Regions from separate parts of the Hordeum vulgare genome. Here all the other regions are linked to region 2. Evidence: chromatin contacts called from public Hi-C data. All regions are on one chromosome and are shown on one strand. The core of a region is the stretch at or near the end of the contact, and the rest is flanking DNA. Distances in the headings are between cores, read along the strand shown.

Region 1 (2,772 bases), core at 109-2,608, 200 kb before region 2:
TCATTAGTTTATGATGATACTATAAAAGATACTACCGCACTTTTATGATTTGACTCTTTTACCCTCTCTTATTCGCCTTTGTTGCCGCCTTTGCCAGATGATGAAGTATTCTTCATCCCATCCCTAGCGGTTAATGCAAATGTCAACTTTATTTTTCCTCTATTCGTTTCCATATTTTCTCTCAAGCTCTACCTTCCATGTACCTTGCCTATGTGTCTGAACCATCTTCTCCCTGACACATGTTCGAGCTATGGAGCATGTCTAACATGTATCATGATGAAGTATTCTTCATCCCATCCCTAGCGGTTAATGCAAATGTCAACTTTATTTTTCCTCTATTCGTTTCCATATTTTCTCTCAAGCTCTATCTTCCATGTACCTTGCCTATGTGTCTGAACCATCTCCTCCCTGACACATGTTCGAGCTAAGGAGCATGTCTAACGTGTATCCCGCGACGTAACGATATCAAACATCTCACGCTTTTATCTTTGTGTCACGTAAAACGGTTAGCAAAGGCGGCATAAACACATTTGGTAGCGTACTGAATCACCAAGTAGGAAAACCTATTCCGCAAGAGACGCTAGTTTCTTTCGACGGCATTTGTGTTGGTTCACATGGCATCTAGCGAGCAACTCGACGCGAGGAGATGGAGAAACCTGGATACGCGCTTGGCACGTAGATGAAGTGTCTTTCATGCTAGGACCGCGTGACGCTGCAAAGGCGTAGAAGTGATATTGTACCGAACTTAAACCTCAGCTCCACGTCTGCATGATATATCCTTCATCGCAATACGTGAAGTATAGACGATGGCTTTTGAAAACTTTTTATGTTTTTGTTTGCTTTTAATAAAGAATCGCGTTTGCTCTTGATCTACATTTTATTTCGGTTTATCCTAGTTTGCACTATCAATTTTTGATCATCAACGATGGGCAATACTCCTCCTGTTTTAAAATATAAGTATTTTAATTTTATATTAGTTTTAATACAAAATTGCGTGAAGCTTAAAGATATTTATTTTAGATGGAGGGAGTATGAAATTGTTTGTCGGGAAACACAGTCGGCGGCGTGTGGGACAACTCCTCAACAGTTGCTTACACACTCAATCCAACGGCTTGTATGGTCACAAACCCAAACCTAGTTGGCTAGTTGACGGTGACAGAGACAAAAGAGATGAGATGAGATGTGCCCTGCTATAATTGCGTTGCATCATCGATCCGTCTCCCGCCGCTCACGAGATCGACCGTCCGTAAACAAATCAACCGATCTCATTTTAATTAACAATAATAAGCCCGAGAAACGAGACAAAATTAGCCCGTAAGAAATATAGGCATCGCCGTCGTCAAGTGGCCATCGCCAACGTCCCGCAGCCTCCGCCTCCGCCTCCCTCCTTCCCTCCTCCTCCTCCTCCTCCTCCTCCTCATTCGACCTTCAATCACCTCATCCCCACCGGCGACCCCGAGGATAAGAACCCGAGTCGCGCCTCGCTCAAAATCCCGACGAATCTCGGGCCGCATCGAGGAATCCCCGAGGGTATTCATCAAGAATCCAACCAAGAAACCCCCCCGCCCGGCCCCGGTCGGTGGTCTCCGGCCATGGACACGGACCCGCTGCTCCCGACCACGGCGCCGCAGCTGCTCCACCCGCTGCCGGAGCACGCGCCGGTCTCCAACTTCGACGCCGCGCCGCCGCCCTCCCCGGCCTCCTCCTACAAGGACCGCCTCATCTTCGGGCCCCACCACCCGCCGCCGCCGCCGCCGCCCCCTCCCCCTCCCCCGCCGTCGGGGCACCACCACTACCGCCGCATCTCCGTCGGCCACGCGGACCCGTTCCGCGACTACGACCACCCGTCCTGCTCCTCCTCCCCTCCCTCCGACGAGGAGGCCCCGCCCCAGCCCACCACGCCCTCGCTCTTCAATCTCATCAGCGGCCGCACCAACCTCCACCGCTCCCGCACCGCGCCCGCCATGGCGCCGCTCAGCGCCGCCGTCCTCGCCGCCTCCGCCGAGGCCGACCACCACAACCCGCCACCGCCGCCGCGGAGGCCGGCCATCGTGCTGCACGCCTTCCTCTTCTTGCTCGCCTACCTCGCCCTCGGCGTCACCTTCTACGCCGCCTTCCCGGCCAACTTCACCTCCTCCGCCGGGCCCACCCACCCCGTCGTCGACGCCCTCTACTTCTGCATCGTCACGCTCTGCACAATCGGCTACGGGGACATCACCCCGGCCAGCCCTGCCGCCAAGCTCTTCGCCATATCCTTCGTCCTCATCGGCTTCGGCTTCGTCGACATCCTCCTCTCCGGCATGGTGTCCTATGTGCTCGACCTCCAGGAGCACCTCCTCATCACCGCAATCAAGAACCCCCGCTCTGCACGCAAGCACAGGCACAACTACATCTTTGACATCAAGAAGGGCCGAATGCGCGTCCGCATGAAGGTCGCCCTTGCCCTTGGTGTGGTGGCCATCTGCGTCGGCGTTGGGGCCACCGTGCTCAGGAAGGTGGAGAGCATGGGCTGGCTTGATGCCGTTTACCTTGCAGTGATGTCGGTGACCACGGTCGGGTACGGCGATCACGCGTTCAGGACGCTGCATGGACGCCTTTTTGCCTCTGCGTGGCTTCTTGTGTCCACGCTAGCCGTGGCACGGGCATTCCTCTACTTGGCGGAGATGAGGATCGACAAGAGGCACCGTGCAATGGCCAACTGGGTGCTCTCCAGAGACATGACCGTGTCAGAGTTTCTCGCTGCAGATATCGACAACAATGGCTATGTCACGT
Region 2 (3,176 bases), core at 548-3,047:
GGTCATTTTTATGTAAAAAAAAACAGTGAACAGAAAATTTATAGATGTACAACTTCATCAGATTATTAAATTAACGTGCAATTTATGTAATGGCACGTCTATAACGTTTTACCGTCACAAATAACTGAACAGATGTTATGTGGGAATGGCAAGGTATAAAGACAAATAACTGAATAGATGTTAACATTTTTGTTTCGACACGCCTACACATCATCCAATATATCACCCGACATCCGACATTGCCAAAGTCGAACCGATATGAACCCGATATTCGATATTTTGAAGCTTGTCAACAGCTGCCTGTTTGTTCAAATTCTGAGCTGATGCAAGCAACAAATATGACCTTTTCCGAGCACAAATAAACTGAAATAACGACCATAACTCCAGACGTCGTTAAGGAAAAATAAAATTTGCCCTGTTTCGCCTACGATCCTTACATCCCCAATAAACAAGCACCTGAGTGTGCAGAAACTTTTTTTCCTTGTTCAATGGATTATCGACATTTCTCTCTAGAGAGTATAATCAAACAAATTCTCTGGTTCCTCCAACGTGCTGGAATCCAAGATCAGACAAAATGACCTTTTCATCTGAAGCAAAAGCCTCAAACTGTACTAAGTAAGACCAACCACATAGCCCTCGCAACGCAGGACACATCTCTTCCCAGCTCAAAAGCAAAGCAAAATCTGGCATGAGTAGACCAAAAATATCAAATCCAAGGGCGTGCTGAATCCTAAGCGCAAATGCACCGCTGCTCGTCCAACAGCGCGCATTTCAGTGAAGTGTTGTTGGTCCAGGTAAAGAAAGACCCAAACTTTGATCCAGACTTTCCTAAAACTTGAGCGCAGACACCCCCAATGGCTCAAATCCTCGCTCCCAAGCCAGCAAGTAGCTCGGGTGAAAGCGCGCGGTCGCACCAACCAAGAAAGAGAACCCCCACCCAGCAAGCACGCATTGCCCCTCCAATGGCGATGCCTGACGAACCGGAGGGCGGAGGGAAATGGGGGAGAGGGAGGGGAAGGGGGGGAGCGTCTATCTCACTCTCGGGCCCGCCGAGCTGGGCGACGGCGTCGACGAAGCGCTCGTGGAGGTCGGCCGTCCAGCGGAGGCGGGGCTTGGGGTCAGCCGTGAGCACGAGGCTGGGGGCGCCGCCGGAGCGCGGCACCTCGCCGGGCCCCGGGCCGTCCGCGCGGTGGTGGATCAGGCCAGGGGGGAACATCTCCTCCTCCGACCAAGAAGGGAGGTGGAGAGGGACAGAGAGAGAGAGACCTTCTCCTCCTTCGTCCCCAAAAGCGAAGGATCCAACAAAAAGTTGCTCGCCTTTCTCTCTCCTGTTTCCCCCTTCTCTTCTGCGGCCTTTTTCCTGCGGTGGTTCCCCTCTCTCTCTTACCAGTGATCTGTGAAGCCCTCCTGCACATAACAATGGTGATTAGCGCAGATCAATCTCATTTTCTACTGTTCGTACAATAACACATCCAACTTACTTCCGGCGCTAAATTATCTCGCCAATATCATCTCTTCTTCACCAATTCAACCGAAGTTCCAAAGAGAAATAATACTACTCCACTACTACTACTCCAGGTCCAGGTGAAGAACTGCTGCTGCTCATTTACTGCCAGGAGAAGAACGGATGATGAGTCCCTGGTTGCTGGTGCTGGTGCTTCTGGGACGCAATGATTGGCGCATTGAATTTCCAGCAGCTCCGGCTCTGGCTTCTCGATCTGTCGCTGTGCGTGTTTGGTGAAGGGAGGGCAAATTGGCAACTGGGTTTTGTTTAGTGTACTACTCGGGTTTTCCGTTTCCTTAAAGTAAAAGCTAGTGGATGGACGCTAGCTAGCTCTGCTCATGCGAGGACCAAACAGACCACTGGCTGCCTCTGCTCCATTTGTTTATTTATTTTTTTCCCACTTATGCTGTGATGCGTGCAAATAAAAATCCAGCCCCGCACATGCTCGTGTCTGCGCCCGGACGTCATGCGCGCTTCCGCTTCCGCGCCCGGAAATCCAATCCTGGAAAGTGAATTTCATTTCTAGCTACTTGTGGAACAGCCGGTGGTCAGTTGATGTAGTGACAGGTTGCTGATTAACGCGTTCGGATGCAAAGAGAGAAACATAAAAGGGGCATCTTTACTTTTTTCTTTTTGGAAAAGGAGGAATGATCCCGGACCTTTGCATTAATCGATGCATGCAGTCATATTATTTAAAAATTAAAAGTAACATCATATGTCTAGATAAGTCTGCGACTCGCAATGAAAAAATGAACTAAAAATAAACAATCTCTTAAAAACAAAACTACCACATCCGGCGTAAGTAATAATAGACTATGATGTCTATACACCTAGTCTATTACTAACACGTCATCCAAACCGGTTGAAGATAACCCGTGCGGCCATCTCCCATCGGTTGCACCCAGTATCCATAAGCTTCCTCGAGTCCACATGACTGAGTAATGACCATGTACGGATCCAAGAAGTTGCTCTGAATATGACCTGCAAAAAGTTATTGAATTTGTTGTCATTAAAGATCAAGTCATTCCTGGTATTCCATATAGTCCAAAATAGAGTACATATCCCATTTCTGATAAGTTTAGAAATTCTAACGTCCACTCCATTGAGCCACATTGTAAATACAGAACTGATGCATGTAGGTGGGATCACATTAAAAGCTATATGAATAGTGCGCCAAAGTAGTTTTGCAAGAGGGTAATCCAAGAACAAGTGTCTTATTGTTTCATGATGATCACAGAAACAACAATTAGATCTGCCTCTCCAACTACGTTTAATTAGGTTATCTTTGGTTAATACCACACCTTTGTGCAAAAAATACATGAAAATTTTAATCCTTAGCGGTACTTTGATATTCCAAATATGGACTGATCTAAGTAAGGGTCATGTATTAATCAGATCCGTATACATGGACTTTACTGAGAATACGCCATTCATAGATAAAATCCAACGAACATTATCTCGTTGGTCAGATAATTGTACCTGCATAATTCTTATTACCAGATGCAGCCATGCCTCCCAACGTGCTCCTACTAAAGCTCGCGTGAAGTGCATATTAAGAGATACCGATTGTAACACTGTGGACACATAGTCCTGTTTACGTTGTGTAATATTGTAAAGCATGGGATATAGAAGTGCTAGCGGTGTGTCTCCAAGCTAAGTATCTTCCCAAAAT
Region 3 (2,794 bases), core at 292-2,791, 150 kb before region 2:
GCTATTTTAATAGAAGGGGGAGTCTGACTTGCATCACCAACAATTTGCATTGATGAAAGTACAAAATATAACTACTTAATATGAAGGTGCCATGACATATTTCACTCCCTATCTACTGAGAAAGACCGCCAGCTTGCAACATGTATGACAGACAAAAACAGTAAGATATGGTATGGCAATTTTTCAAACAGAACCCGGGTATTTCAAGGAAGACTGACCACACATTGAATTTAAGACAACGGAGAGTGTTTAATTCAATTTAGTAGATAAGAGTTGAGAGCGCTAACAGACCACAAAGATGCCATTTGCCCATAGCAACAAACTCAAATTCTCATATTCTACCAAGAATGCTAGAGTGAACAGCCATTTTCTGTTTTCATCGGCGCTAATGCCTTTATCCCATCATTCCACTGGTCGTTCTATTTACAAGGCAGGTCAATGAAATCATGCGAGTCACAGAGGCAACACAAACTGATATTGGAATACTTGTACCCACAGCTGGGACCGCGCACCATCGCGTGCTCATGCTTGCGGCCCTGGATCAGCTCAGGTAGGTCAATTTCATGGCCACTAAGCAAGACAAAACAGCACGGATACAAATAGGTGAGGTGGTGGCTCAAAATGAGCCATTCTAGTCATCCAGACGGCCATCAATTGTGAATAATCTAATAGAATTGAGTACCTCCCCCCGTTATGGACCAAAGGGGCTGATATTTTCAAAGAAACCTCTAGCCAACGTTCCAACAAAAGTTTTTATTTCTCAACGCCAATTCATCGTTCTTTTTGCGAAAGAAACGCCAATTCATCCTACTAATGCTAATACAGAAAAACGATAGCTCCAGGAGTTTCTGTGTTCTCAACTCCTCCTATGTAGAGGAGTTTGCCACCTCATCCAAAATACAGCCCTGGCGATGGTTGTTTGTGATCCCGACCTCTTATTCTCTCATTAGAAACAACTGGCCAGCGAGACAAAATATGTATTCCATGGAAGCTCACACTTTTATCAGGGCAAGAAGATGAGCAACCCCCAACATAACTAACAGCTGCTGATTGCCAAACATAGCAGGTTGTCGTCAGGGGCTACGATGCCCCAAGAACCTGATGGAAAACCATATGCCAGCCACCCCCCAGAGGAGGCGGGCCCACCGTGGTCAGCCTCGTGAGGGCTCTTCTCCGACCACCCATGGAAACTACTACTTGGGTCAAGCAAGAGGGGGGAAACGAGGCAGGTAAAATCCGTGAATCCTCCCCGCGGCCAAAACGAATTGAAGAAGAAATTCGAGGATTTCTCACCTGCCAGGGTCGACGAGCCGGCGGAATTCGCGGCGGGAGGCTCGAACGGGGGGACTGGGGACGGCCGGAGTGCAGCTCGGGCGGCAAGATCGGAACTTGGCGCGGCGGTGTGGACTGGTTGTGAGGGAAGATTCGTGGGTTGGCGATTTCGTGGCTTCCGGCGAGCAGTGGAGAGAGAATTCCACGAGATTCGCCTCCCACCTTCTCTCCCTCTGTGCTACCGGCTCGGAAGGACCAGATTGCAGCCCAAACCTGCCCAAGACAAACTGGTTTGGTTTGCACCTATTTTCAATTAGGTCCTTGTCTTACCAAGTTTTGTGTAAGGCACCCTACAATCCATAGACTGCTGCATTATTATGTATTTCTACATCCCAAAATCTTTTCTCAAATGTGAACCGAGCGTAACCCACATGGTTACCAATCTATCAAGGTTCAACATAAGATGTTGTGTCGGCTTAATATCTTTGAAATGCTCATATAACTAGAGTATGAGTGTGTGTACGTGTGTTGTGTGTACATGAGCATTTACGATTTTATTGTAGTTTATCTCACAAAGTGACTAGTTGGTGTACTTGGTACGAGTAGTAGTTATTTGTCAACGCTCCTAGCACGGACATGTACAAATACTTTATACAATAACTGTGTGTAAAATCTTTATATGTCATCTGCAGACGATGGCAAAGGCGGCAATCTCGCGAGATTTGGCTTCTGTCACACCCTGAATTTTGCAACTTCAAATTACACGCGTGTTGAAGTTGAAAAAAGCTTCACGCTCAATATTATTTTGTGACCACGCATCTGCCCTACTTCAGTAAAAATTCTTCCTCCTGCCACTATCTACCGATAGTGATATAAACAACCCATACAATAACCTGTCTATAAATAGTCTAATTTCAGCCATAACAAATTGTGAGAGGGGAATTACAGACATCATCAACACAACAACAAAATCATTGCATGTTACAAACTGTGTTAGATTTACAAACATATTGTTTCTCTCTTCCCTTCATTTGTCTTACACATCATCGAAAATCATGTGTGGCAAATGTAAAAAATGACTGTCTAGATATCATTACCTCCATTTCAAATTACTTGTCTTAAATTTATCTAGATACAGATGTATTTAACACTAAAATGTGCCAAGATATATTTGTATCTGGAGTTCTAGACAAATTTGAACAAGTAATTCGGGTCGAGGGAGTACTAAGCTATGGCATCTACGATCTCCTCAGATTTGACTCTATAAATATCCACAAGTGTGTCCGTACAATGTCGGTTTTAAGCCATCATTTATGTAAAAGAAAGTCAATCACATACATGTGATTGGTGGGGATGAAAAGATATAGAATAAACAAAAGAGCAAAGGTGGTTTCGGGTAGGTCATGTTCGTGAGTCCTCATATCCTTCTCATATATGAGCTGGATATGAGATTTTGCTCATAACCCGGACAAATGGGACAAAGTGAAAGGGTCCAATTGGTCACATTTTCTCTTCTCTTTCT

The links. A called contact is a pair of places that touch in the nucleus more often than the background predicts.
Region 1: a contact with region 2 is called in a Hi-C map of seedling, with 2.8 times the contacts expected there. The contact joins the promoter of LOC123398233 here to the promoter of LOC123453061 in region 2. A contact is called at or near these places in 2 of 6 Hi-C or Micro-C datasets (leaf and seedling).
Region 3: a Hi-C map of leaf shows a contact between it and region 2, with 4 times the contacts expected there. The contact joins the promoter of LOC123452608 here to the promoter of LOC123453061 in region 2. A contact is called at or near these places in 5 of 6 Hi-C or Micro-C datasets (leaf and seedling) and 1 of 1 datasets of contacts at active chromatin or transcription factors (embryo).

The regions. Positions count from the first base shown.
Region 1 is chr5H:381,893,900-381,896,671 of MorexV3_pseudomolecules_assembly, reverse strand. LOC123398233 (two pore potassium channel c-like) reads left to right here and starts at 1,358. Exons shown (of 2, transcript XM_045092727.1): 1 at 1,358-2,770. The coding sequence starts at 1,593.
Region 2 is chr5H:381,697,477-381,700,652 of MorexV3_pseudomolecules_assembly, reverse strand. It overlaps LOC123453061 (protein PHR1-LIKE 2-like), which reads right to left and starts at 1,797. Exons shown (of 7, transcript XM_045129825.1): 1 at 1,482-1,797; 2 at 1,039-1,407. The coding sequence starts at 1,216.
Region 3 is chr5H:381,848,891-381,851,684 of MorexV3_pseudomolecules_assembly, reverse strand. It overlaps LOC123452608 (myb family transcription factor PHL7-like), which reads right to left and starts at 1,541. Exons shown (of 7, transcript XM_045129288.1): 1 at 1,294-1,541.